2 separate regions of the Mus musculus genome follow, and region 1 is linked to region 2. Evidence: chromatin contacts called from public Hi-C data. All regions are on one chromosome and are shown on one strand. The core of a region is the stretch at or near the end of the contact, and the rest is flanking DNA. Distances in the headings are between cores, read along the strand shown.

The links. Hi-C and Micro-C count contacts between places; a contact is called where the count stands out from the background.
Region 1: a Hi-C map of uterus shows a contact between it and region 2, with 7 times the contacts expected there. The contact joins two enhancer-like sites. A contact is called at or near these places in 9 of 484 Hi-C or Micro-C datasets (brain, cerebellum, cortical neurons and 3 more) and 1 of 9 other capture datasets (embryonic stem cells).

What each region holds. Positions count from the first base shown.
Region 1 is chr5:89,142,504-89,148,946 of GRCm38.p6, reverse strand. All of the region lies in intron 13 of Slc4a4 (solute carrier family 4 (anion exchanger), member 4), which reads right to left. Among named protein-coding and RNA genes, the nearest start is that of Gm35855, 80 kb to the left of the region's middle. Within about 2 kb of position 1,351, at least 29 of the 459 cell types and tissues checked have an H3K27ac peak or open chromatin away from gene starts, as enhancers often do. A contact at or near this core is called in uterus, where this site is marked.
Region 2 is chr5:88,780,176-88,787,052 of GRCm38.p6, reverse strand. It overlaps Dck (deoxycytidine kinase), which reads right to left. Exons shown (of 7, transcript NM_007832.4): 7 at 3,776-5,833. The coding sequence ends at 5,807. Among named protein-coding and RNA genes, the nearest start is that of Dck, 19 kb to the right of the region's middle. Within about 2 kb of position 1,767, at least 5 of the 459 cell types and tissues checked have an H3K27ac peak or open chromatin away from gene starts, as enhancers often do. A contact at or near this core is called in uterus, where this site is marked.

The DNA.
Region 1 (6,443 bases), core at 102-2,601, 360 kb before region 2:
CTATTTTTTCCCTTTTGTTTCTTCATTGTTTGCTTTAGTGCCATTATAACTTGCACTTAGTCAGTACTTTTGAGTAAGTACAATCTAAGCAAAAAGCCCCTTTTTTTTCCTAACAGAGAATATTTGAAAGGTGGAGGCTGAGAATGAAGGGGACAAAGACAGCGATGCCATTTTAACAATTATTTCATGTCTGTTTTCATTTTATATGTGTATACACACATTTTGATTATATCTATCCCATTTCACCATACTGAATCTCTCCTAGACACCAGCAGCCTCCATAACACCTCCCAACTTAATATCCCCTCTCTTCTTTTTCTCTTCATAACCCACTAAGTCCAGTACGTGTTGCATATGTGTTCGTGAATATAAAGGGCTATCTACTGGAATATGAGCAACCTTGCAGAGGCCACATTCCAGAGGAAAACTGACTCTTCCTCCCCCAGAAACCATTAACTGCCAATAACTCTCAGTTGGCCATTTGCAATTTAAGCCACCAATTGTAAAAAAAAAAAGTAAAAAAAAAATTGCTGATGTTGCTGCTGCTGCTGCTGCTGCTGCTGCTGCTGCTGCTGGACAATGACGATTGTCATTCAGTGCCAACACATATTCCAATGCAAACTGCACAAAAACTTCAAGAAACTTTATAGTCAGAGACAATAACTGTGCAGAGACATATATCTAGCTAAAGCTTTTATTGACATCTTTGAACATGAACTCATTCTTTTCCTTTAGCACAACAGGAAGCAATATACAAAAGAATCACTAACTTACAAAACGACCTCCCTTAATCATGTTGTGGAGAGTACAGAATCTGGCAGGAGCGATGGACAAGCCTGAAAGGGTCCCCTGTGCCCCCATATAATACTGCCCTGATTTCTTGCTTGTTGACATTGTGACATTCAGGTGAGTTAAGCGATGTGCCTGCACTGTGGATAAGAGCTATTGGATGTGTGTGCCCATCTAACCACACATCACTCTTTGCAAGTATTAAAAGTGTGGGAAATCCTAGATAGGGAAATTGCCAGAAAAGCTAAGAATTTTAAATGATTCTATTGACCAGATGACCCACTTACAAGGTAGTATAAAATGTGTCATTTATGACACAGTCTAAGTGTATTTAATAGACAAAGAGACTGTATCCTACTCCATCAAACACAAAGAACCCCTATGTCCGTAGCATAGGACCAAAACACGGCTCAGGCTGGGCGTAAGGCAGGGTGTAAAATCGGAAAGGAGGAAGTAGAGATTTCCGATCCTCCGCTTGGCTTGACAGAGCCATCAATCTCTGGGAGGACAGGGACAGAGTCTCCTTGCATCTTCTGTTTCTCCTCCCATCCTGCTGCCCACCATCCCTCCACGAGCTTTGCAGGCTCTCAGCTAGTGCTGAAGGAACCAAAGACACACCCAAGTGACACCCTAGGTCTCCTTATCAAAGGTCAAGAGCCCTGGCTGCTCATTTAGTAATGACGGCAACCCGTTTCTTCCAGAAAACCACGGTGATTTATGGAAGCCACGTGATGACTCAAAGGCAGATTATTTTTATTGCAGTGCTTGAGCCCTCCGTAAGTGCTAGTTTTCCATTCTGTGGCTGACAATTCTGAAGCAGAGACAGGTGATTCATTACACACACTGCACTGGAAACTTGCTTACACCGAGAGAGGCTTCCAGCAGTTCTGAGAAAAGAACCATTTTCACCACATTTTGATAGGTTCCTCTTCACGACCCAGATTTATTTATTTTCTTAAATAATCCGAGGCAATGAATAACGTTAACTGTAACTAGAGGTCAGTGGAACTTACAAAACAAATCACTGTAAACACCTTTTCAGATTTATCCTATCCAGTGTTTGCCACTACTGAATTTTAAAAGAGAGCTTCTTTGAGTCATGTCTTGTCAACAGTCATGAGTCTTAGAGATACTTCCACATCTGACTTCTAGAAGGAAAGAATTTCCTAGCACTTTACAAAGGTGCAGTTGGCAGGGCTTGGGGGCATGGTACAAGAGGGGACACAGACTGTCCTGACACTCTTGGTTGGCCTTCCTCCTTACACCCTTACTATGAGAGGATTCCTACAAGGAACCAGTAGTAGAGGCAGACAGCTGGCAATCAGGAAATCCAGAGTCTAGACTGTTCTGCCATGAGAGACCCAACGATCTTCAGAATGTCACTTCACTTCTTTCAAGTAATAAAATAAAAGGTGACAGAGCAGAGAAATGGCTTCTGCATTCACAGTCTCCAGGTGCCTTAGAGGCTATATCGAAGTTGTAGTGTAACCTCTAATCTGGATGTTAGATCAGGCAGAATATGGGACATGCCTAGCACAGTCTCTGGTGGCTAAAAGCTTTGTGAATAGCAGCAGCCTCTCATATGCAACATGCTTATTTGGATACAAGATAAAGAAATGGGGCTTGCTGATCCCTAAGTTCTCAGCCAGCTGGCTCAGCACCTTGCAGACATAGGGCTATGTGAGCTTACATCAGCTCCACTAGTCACTGCCCTAGAGCCAAGCATCTCTCTGCCAAACCTATGGCTGCCTCGCTGGATCATTACTTGGATCAGAGCAGTGGTTCTCAACTTTCCTGATGCTGAAACCCTTTAATACAGTTCCTCATGCTGTGGCGACTCCCTGCCCCAACCATACAATTGTTTTGTTACTACTTCATAACTGTAATGTTGCCACTGTTATGTCCTGTAATGAATATGCAGGATGCAGAGGAGGAGGAAGAAGAAGAAAAGTGGAGCAGAAGCACATGGCCTGGAGAAACTGCAAGTTCTAGATGTGGAAGATGGTAGTGTAGCGGTAGATCTGCCCAATCTAAGCACACAACATGTATTCATATTAATTGAGTCGTGTTTTCATTGCCGGGGCATATTTGGATTGGAGATTTACGGCAACAATCTGATATGTAGGCTATCTGATACACAACCCTCAAAGGGGTCATGACCCACAGGCTGCGAACTGATGGATTAAATGGAAAAGAACTCCCAGCACAGTGGAACATGAAGTAGATATGTAAGATTAGGTCTCTTCCCTGTGCCTTCTCGCCCCCTTCATCACACTCAGGACTTATTACTTCTTTTACCTTCAAAACAGGAAGAAGGAAGGCTGGAAGGACTGGCTTAAATAGAGATGAGTCCTTAGTAGGGCGGGGCAGGGTCTCTTGAATTCTGCATTAAAATATAGATACCTTGGGGGCAACACTATGGCCTAAAGAGTTAATTCTTACATTAAAATGGATGCTTCTAACCAAAAACAAAACCATCTATTTATGTTACAGGATCCAAATCAAAACTCTCACACAAAACAACTTGCAACTGTTTCTCTGCTTGCATGAGGGTGTGAAATTTAACCCAAGATAGCCTCTGCTTCTCAAAACAGCCAGAAAAAGTAGAACGTGTCTCAAACCTTCAAAATCAAGCATACAGAAATATAAACCATAGGAGGAAGAGTCAAAAGAAATGTTCAAATGCAGCTGAGTTGAAAGGTCAGCATTTCGTGACTTTAAACTACTGTGAGTGGCACTATCCCCATGGCAACGTAAAGCAAGGGCTCAGGAGAGTTGGACATTAGACATTAAAGATGCCTTGACCTCATGGTAATATATCTTGACATGACACCACAAAATAACGTTTGTGACTTAATATCCTGTTTTAGTGAGGACCATATTGTTTTGGTTCACAATTGTTAGCCTGTAAAAGAGGGCTTGCTTGGCAGCCATAAGAGAAAGGGAAGAAACAGCATAAAGGCTAAGAAAAACACCAGATTTTCAGTTTCTTAGACAATTTGCAAACTAGTAGAACTTAGAAAATATTTCAGTTGTATTCAATGACAGTGCTATTCACCAATATCACTGTGATATGATAAGCTTTAAATTTTTTTCTTTTATTTTCTATTCATAAAGAGAAAATTTAGCTCATGTTTGGGATGAGTTATATGAACGGTACAGCCTGCCGAATAATAAAATTGAATTTATGTAGATGAGTCCTTGAATCTGAAGTTTAGCCAAGGAAAAGAAACCAAGCAGCTGATGCCACAAGAAACAGTAAGGCAAATCCAGCTCAACTGCAATGTTTACTGGTGTGTGTGTGTGTGTGTGTGTGTGTGTGTGTGTGTTGAAGCAAAGGTCTTGGTTTGTAGCTCAGCCTGACTTCATTGTTGTCTAGGCTGAAATCAATCTCATGCCTACCTTCACCTTCTGAGTGCTGAGACCTGTATGGATTTTAATGTCGTGTCCCAGCAGAAGCTAAATCCTATTATTAAAAGTAAGTTAAGAATGACACAGTGGGACGGGAGAAGCAGCCCAGCAGTTAAGAACACACATTTGCTTCTGCAGAAAGCCTGGATTCAATTCCCAGAACCCACACGGTGCCTCACGACTTTCTGTAACTCCAGTTTCAGTGGGTAAGAAATACCCCCCCCCCCGGCCTCTGCAGACACTGGGCACACGTAGGATCACACACACACACACACACACACACACACACACACACATTAAAAATAAAGAAAAAAAATTTAAGGAAAGAAAGAATGCAAGTATTGAGGTCAAATTCAGGTCACATGAGAATTATTTGAGAAAGTTCATATGTGTTGATTTGTTTGTTATATACTCATCCTTCATATTCACACAGAGCAGTTAAGTAGGTATCTCTGCAAAACGACAGGAGATGAAGCCTAGAGAATGAATTTTCAGAGCTCCCAGGTGATTCTCCTGAGGTCCAAGTTTGAGGTACACCCATTGGACATCTCCCTTCCTCCTTCACAAGAGAGTAAGAGCTGGTTACTCGCACCACACATCCACAATGGGGGAAGGGTGGCTGCAGAGCCTTTGTTTTTAATCCCACAATGAGGCACTTCACCCTCTGTCCTGGACAAAGGAAGCACCCAAGATCAGCATGGTCATGCCCCCTGCTGTTATGCTTGTCATAAACAAGATTTCAGGTCACACTGGCAGCAGGAACTAAATAATCAGGGAAGTCAAACTATATCTCTGAGAAAAAAACCGTGAGCCCAGGACATCAGCAAGAGAGTTTGAACTCTCGGGGAATAGAATGAGGGGCAAGATAGAGACGCCTTCTGTTCTTTGAAGAGCTGTGAACATGTATGTGAAACACCCAATTCTAGTCTAACACTACACAAAAAAATCAATTCCAGATGTACAAAACAATTAAACGAGAACATAAAAGAGCTGAAGTATGTGGGGAAATATTTTTCTAATCTTTGGGAGGGGAAGCCTCTTTAAATATAGCGTGCAAACAAGAAACAAGGGCAGGGGAAGGCTTGAGTGCTAAAGTTAAAATCTGTACAGCCAGAGACGCCACACATACAGTTAAAAGACATAGTGGCATTAGAAAAACACTTAGTAAATCTTTGCCAAATAAGTAAAGGAAAACACCATTATTATACAGGGAGTTAAGAAGAGAAATTAAATGTCTCCAAAGGAGAATATAGCAAGAATACAAGCACAGGGAAGGATGGACGGTCGGTGTCAATGTGGACGAATACCCAGGCTCATTAAAACAACAGGAGTGAGAGCAAATCAAAGCAAGCCATTCTTTTTCAATACACAGCATAACGAAAGTGAGAATCTAGGGTGAAAAGGTGGGCAAGTGGGAACTCCTGCCCACTACTGGTAGAAATATGAATTAGGATAATCTTTGTGAGTATGATTTGAAATAAATAACAACTATAATCAATATATTGCACAATAATTTTGCTAGGGACTTACCTTAGGGAGAAAATTATAAACAATAAATATATAGTTGATGATCACAGTATTCTTTATAAAAGAGAAAAGTGGGACAAACTGAGAATATAAGTTTATTAAATAAATTATAGTGCATATATCATGTGATAGCCACTAGAATTATGTTAAAGAACCTATTAAAGTAGGAAATGCCCACAAAATATGAATATATAACCTCATTTACATAATATCCTACATGTTTATCTACCTGTGAATGTATATTTTGCAATATGTATGAAAAGATATAATGAAAATGTCATATTGGAGAAGCTATTTTCAAAATAGCCATAAGCTAAAAATGATACATTTTTACTTTAGCATCATTTGTGATGCCCTATCTTATCCAAATGGCTTTAATTTTCTGATCATCAAACAAACAAAGCTGACAAAATCTTTCTAATAAAAAAGTACCAATGACTTGACTTCTGTCAATTAAACTTAACTCAGAACTGATAAAGCAAGATTTGCATGTGGAGCCGTGTGTGTTCACTCATGCTATGTGCAGGTAAGTGGAGTGTGCGTGTGTTTATGTATATACACATGTGGGGGGGGCAAGGTTGTCATCAGGAGTCTTCATTGATTATCCACTACCTTATATATTGAGGAAACAACTCTCAACTGTGCCCAGACCTCACAAGTATAGTTACTCTAGCTAGCAAGCTTGCTCGAGGGATATCCTGTCTCTGCCCCCCAGA
Region 2 (6,877 bases), core at 518-3,017:
CACACCTGTAAACACTGAGGCCAAAAAGGGGAGGTCAAGTTCCTGGAACCAGAAGTACAGCCAGCCATGAGCTACCACGTGGGTTCTAAGAGTCAAACCCAAGTCCAACAGCGAGTACTGTTAGCTGGTGAGCCATCTTTGCAGCCCCCATTTACATACCTTGAGAACTGTGCTCCATGCAGCTGCTCGTTAATGATTAAAATCTTTGTTCCTTAGGTATTTAGTTTTAAGTCTGTATATTCTATTACTCTCACGTCAGAACAGCTGGGAACGATCTCCCATGCTACAGGCCACATGCGCTCTGGTAATGTCTCTTCTATGCAGCAGCCTTTCAGTTTAATTTCATCATGTTTGTCAACTTTGTTACATTCTGGTGCACTGTCCCTTTCAGACCATAGCCTCTCTATGCACGATGACACTCATCTCCTGGAATCTATCTCAACATTTCGTAAGCTAAAGCAAGAAGACTGAGTTTGAGACCAGCCCGGTCTACATAGCAGACACTGCCTCAAAAACAACTCATAATCTGTATCTTGAAATGTTGTGCCTGTTTCTATGAGTAGTTTCCGCGTTTCATTAAGGGTTTTTAATTACTTTGAGTAGATTTTGTTCAGGGGGAGGGACGGGGATCTAAGCCTTCTACATGTGAATGTCCACATTTTCAAGCATCCTTTGTTGAAGAGGTTGGCTTCAGAAGGTTCTTGATCATGTGAAAGTCATTTCATCTGTGAGCTATCTCTGGGTCTTTTCTCTTCCTATCAGTCCATGTGTCTGTTTTTATGTCCATACCACAGTCCCTGTGACTATAGCTATTTATATTTGCTAAGGAAACTGGTCACCAGCAATGTTTTCCTTGTCCCACCTCGTTGTGTTACCTGGTTTGGGTATCAGGGAAGTATTGGTTCCATTGAGAGACCTTAGAAGCGTTCCCTTTGCGTTTTACGAAACAGTTTTCAGAGTGTCAGCATTTGTTAATTCTTTATCCATCTGGTAAAATTCAAAACTGAATCCGTCTGGCCCTGGGCTTGGCTTTTGGGGGCGATGATTACCTTTCATTCTTGCTAGTTTCCGATTGCTTAGGCTTTCCATATTAAGCAGTCCTGAGTCTTCGGGGTCTAAGGATGTTCTTTTGAATCTGAAATGTACTCCCACAAATTCATGCTTGGTCCTATCAAGGCTTGGTGGAACACACCTTCAATCCCAGAACTCAGGGTGTGAAGATCTCCGAGTTCCAGGCCAGCCTGGGAACAGAGAGTGAGGTCTTACTCATTCTTTGGGAGATTATGTAAACGTTAGAATGTGGGATCTGGCTAAAGAAAGGTCTCTGGGAATGGGGCCTTGTATATTATCTGTGGCCCTTCTTGTAACACCCACAGGTTTGTGGTTAGCCGTAAATAGCTCTCCTCTGCCACACACACAATGTTCTGCCCAGGAACCAAATGACCATGGCCTGGACTCTCTGACACTGAGAAATAAGCATTTGGTCACAGTGACACAAAAGTAACTACTACAGCCTGAGTCTGCGTCACATTACGCCCAGTCTCCTGGGTTCACACTGCTCGTTGGGCTAGTCACTCCCTTAGTAAATGAAAATAGGGAGACTTTTAGTACTGGGAGACAGAAAATTCTTCTGTCCTTCCACACTTGAGGCATTTGATTATAAAATCTCACAGGACAGCCTTCCTCTGCCCAGGCAGCAAGCAAAGTAGGAACAAAGAGTGGTCCCATCTCTAGGTCTGTGGACATGATGGGACCAGCTGTCTCAAGCTCTTGGTGCTGTCTTTACTGCAGAGACTAGAATCTTAATTGTGAGCCAAAATAAACACGTCCTCCCCTAAGCTGCTTTTTGTCTGGGTAATTTTATCACAGCAATAGAAAGGAAACTACTAAAGTTTATATAAGTTTTTATATATAATTCTGAAGTGTAATTTTTGTCATGATATGTAACATGGTTAAAGCTAGCTAATTATGATCTCAAATATCATGTCTGGTGGTTGAGGATGCTTACAACTTACTTAGTATTTAAAAATACATTATTGGAGCTTGGAGAAATGACTTGGCAGGTGTCACTCTCCCAGAGGACCCAGCAGCCAGCACATCTGGCAGCTCACAACTGCCTCTAACTCCAGTTCCAGGGGATCAGATGCCCTCTTCTGGTCTTCTAGGAAACCTACATGCACGTGGAACACTAAAATATATTCAGTTACGCACATACACATTCAAAAACAACAAAAATAAATAAAATTCTAAAAAAAGATGGAGGAGGTGAGGCCCGGGGGGAGGGGGGGTGTGGAGGAAACTGTGTCAGGATGGAATCTATGAGAAAATAAACTTATAAAAAGATTTTTTTTAAAGAATATTGGGGTTGTAGAGATGGCTCAGTAGTTAAGAGTACTGACTGTTCTTCCAGAGGTCCTGAGTTCAATTCCCAGCAACCACATGGTGGCTCACAACCATCTGAAATGAGACACGATGCCCTCTTCTGGTGTGTCTGAGGACAGCGACAGTGTACTTATATATCTAAATAAGTAAATAAATAAAAAGAACACATTACTAACCATAGTCACCATGTTGTGACCCATCTCACAAAACTTGTTCCTCCTAACCAAACTTTGTACCGTTTGACTAGCATCTTCTTATTCTCAAGTGATCACAATTGGCCACCCAGGATGTTTTAGACTCTGTATAAAGATCATATAGTATCTATCCTTTTGTAACTAAATTATTTCACTAAGTAAAGTGTCCTCTAGGTTTATACAGGCTACCACAAATTAATTTCCTTCCTTTTTTTAAAGCTGCAACAATTAATATTGCATTAGTGGGAAGAAACTACAGCTTACTTGGTAGGATCGGGAACAAGGCTCGACGATCTCCTCGTACCATGGTTTGTTTTCAACATCTCTCTCAAAGTCCTACCTAATGTACTAATACAAAAAGAAAAGGTACCTTCGTTGGAAGGAATGACAGAAAAAAGTCTCTGTCCACAGCAAGATCACTCGGACAGAAAAACAACAGAAACAAGAATCTAGAATACAGAATTTTGCAGGATGTAAAGTTAGTAACACGAAATGCATTACCACTTAGGCATAAAACAAAAATGCATACAAGATCTGCATGATCTATATGGAAAAAAAGGACACACCTTTGAAGACGTCAGTGAAGTAAATAAATGAAACGATATTCAATGTTCACTGACAGCAAAACAAAACTCTTCGAGTATCCAAATGTTGGAGCGTCCCGGCTTGTTCTATAGACCCGACAAAATGCCAGTGAATACCGTCAGCTGGGTCTTCTGCGGCTCCTGGCAAACTGATTCTAATGCTGTCATAGGGAACGAAAGGTCTGAGCATTGCCCAACTCAACACTGAAAAGAAGCTAACCACGGTGGTGCACAGCTGTAGCCCAGCCCCAAGGACTCTGGAGCAGGACTGAGTTCCAGGCCAGCCTAGCGCAAAGCCAAGCCTTGTAAGCATTAGTCACCTGGATTACTGCAAAGCTACCAGGAACAGTCAGCAGTGTTGGCAAGACTAGGTAAATACAACAGCCAGGGTCTAGGGAAAGGCTTGCAGAGTCAGTTCTCTCCCGAAAGCTGAGCAAAGTCGGGGCTGGAGCAGGCACACAGGCCATGTGCACACACCAATCCACAACAAACCTGATATCTCACAACAATGAAAATGGATCACAGACTTAACTGGAAAATGCAAAGTCCGGACATTCCAAGAAGATAAATAACCAGATGACTCCTGCTTCAGAAAATTTTAAAGTCTCAGAAAGGTTCAAGAAATTTAAATTCATTTATTGACATATATATTTAAGTTCGTAAATTTATTTATATCAAACAACAACAACAACAAAAAAACAATATCACAAAACAAGCTATGGTTATTACAGACTTGAAATTCAATCATCTTTTCAAAGATCCGTGCTAATCCACTCAATTATCATCTTTGAATAAGAAACCAAAAATAAAAGGTAATATTTTAGAAAGAATAATTATAGTTTCAAAACAAATGTAATTCTTTGTTTCAAGAAATTATACATTTTTCCTAATATGAATTAGAAAGGTCAACTACTTGGTAAAAACAATATACATTTTAACTTTAAAAACAACAGCAGACAAAAAACAATAATTAAAAAACAAAACGTTGTTAATTATATATAAGCTTACTTTACAACTAAATATGAAAGCTGTCTAGAGAAACGGGCATTATTAATGGGGGCTTTGAGCCTCCTGGTATTTGTTAATTTTATTTCCTAGTTCAACAAAATTGTAACATTCCCATGATACAATATATGCAATGAAAAAATGTTTTATCAGGAATTTGTATTTAACTACAAAAACGTTAAGAAACATTCTACAAAGCAAGCAAACTATGAAGCACAGTGTGACCACAGCACTCTCAGCAGAAATGTGACTTAAATCCCAAGTCAGCAGACTGCCTTCTAACTTCAGACAGAAAAGGGAGAGTGTCTGCCAGGTGATGGAGGCGGGGCTGGGCGGGGCTGAACAGCCCGCCTAGGCTTCTCAGTGTCTCACCTCATACAAAGCTAAAGAGAGACCACTCATTATCAACTCAGGGCCCATGGGGAAAAATGGAAAACCTTGGCATGTTCTATCCTCATTTTACATGAAAACTAAAAGAAATTTAGTTAGGAAACTAAAAGAAAAATGGAAAAATCTGTACTTGCACTTCAAGTGATTTCAAAAACCTCCGAGTCAGGCGTGATGCTGCACACCTTATCTGAGCAGTGGGAGTGGGGAGGGAGGCAGAGGTGGGTGGATCTCTGTGAGTTCAAGGCCAGGCCAGAATGGCCTACATGGTGAGTTCCAGGACAGCTAGGGGTATGTAGAGAGACCCTGTCTTAAAAAAAGAAACATAAACAAGCATTTTAACTGCAGTAGTCCGAGAAAAGCAGTAGCTATCTTAATGAAGCTTTATACTCATGTAATAAACTTCTTAGCTACCTCTTAAAGATTTCTTCTGGTCCAAAATTTCACATAAATACAGAGTTCTTATCCCAGACAGATTAAAGATGAAAAGATTTATGAAGTAATTATACCATTACCAAACTGGGAAGAGTTTAGCCTCCTCCTCTACAAACACAGCACGGACACAGTAGTAAACATTACTGTGGTGACGCTAACATGGTCTTATCAACACTAAGTAGAGCAGGAGAGGCACTTGATTAGAACAAAAGGGCTGGGGACAGTTCTGTAGAGGTTCCCCAGCTCGAGAGACCCTGGCTTCAATCTCCAACACTACCAAAGGGACCAGGAAGGAAACCAAGCAAACACTTCAGCATCCCTCTCCCAGGGACTCCCCACTTCTCAGCCTGTCCTAAGTATACCAACTCACAGAAGACACACATCCTCTACACGGAATGGTCAAGTGTCCCGGGACGAAATTGGTCAACCTCTGAAGCAAAGACACAATGAAAACATGTTAACCCACTCAGGATGACAAGTGAGAAGGCAGAGAAGGCTGGCCTGTTAGAACAGTTTATCCACTCACTGCCCTGATGCTAAGAAAAATCTACCTCCAGACTCCCTGCTGTAAGAGATTCACACCTGGTTTATTTAAAACTGTGGAAGGAAGACCGGGAGGGACACAAGTTTTACATATGATTGCAAATATTAAATAAACTATATATATATGTATACATAAAGAAAAGGGCTTTCCTTAAAACAAAACTGGTTTAAAAACTTGACACTTGTAAAGACTTTTGTATGAATATCAAGCAATGGCAGTACACAAAACTGCAGGAAGTATCCGGAAACGTTCTATTGCCGCTGGCTCCTGTACAATCACAAAGTACTCAGAAATTCTTTGACCTGAAGGAAAAAAAAAACAATTCATTCAGTTAATTTCATATCTAATATTCATCTTCAATTAAGAGTACAGAAGAGCTGAATACCCCAACTATATAAATACTAAGTATTTCAGTAGTAGGTTGAATAACCTAAAATTGTTAATTTACATTTAAGTTTTAAAAGACTGCTACAATTCTAAAAGACCTGTAACACTAGTTTTATGGTCTATATGTATATGTACATTAAGGCTGATGTAATTTTAAAAAGATTGATACAATTCTAAAAGACCTGTAACACTAGTTTTATAGTCTATATGTATATGTACATATGTACAGTTTAATAAATAACAAATCTATGATATATACAGCTTTAATAATGATACTTATGAGATATTAAACACCTTTGCAATTCAAACATTTAAATCTGCAGTACTAAGGCATAATTTATTTTATTTTGTATTTATGTGAGAATATTTCGTTTGCATGTATATGTTTTACATACATGCCTGGGGCCAGGAGAACCTAGAAGAGGGTGTCTGATTCCCTGAAACAGGAGTTACAGCCAGCTCTAAGTCAGCACCCAGGTGCTGGGAATCCAACTCTAAACTACTGAGGTATCTCTCTAGCCCCAAGGCATAAATTTCTGGAATGTTAGTCCATAGACAAAGCAAAACTTACTGCATTCTGAGTAAACCTAGCCAGCAGATAAAGACTAAATGCATGACTCTCATTCTCCGCTCTAGGCTATAAATTCTCCTTAGAAGGTAAAGGGTGGTGCCTTATAAAAATGCTCCTCTAGAGTCCAGGATTACTAACTTTAAAAAGAATAGTATGAAATGATTCCAGGTCTAAGAAAGTAGTGTTTACTGAAAGCTAAGCAGTGTGGTGCTGGAGCGATGACTTGGCGTTCTAAGAGAACTTGCTGATTCTGCAGGAGACCCAGGTTTGATCCTCAGTACCCGTCTGACAGACAGTTCACAACCACCTGTAACTCCTGGAACTCCAGGGCATCTAACATCTTCTCCTGGCATCCTGGAGAACTACATACATGTGCTGTACTTATATA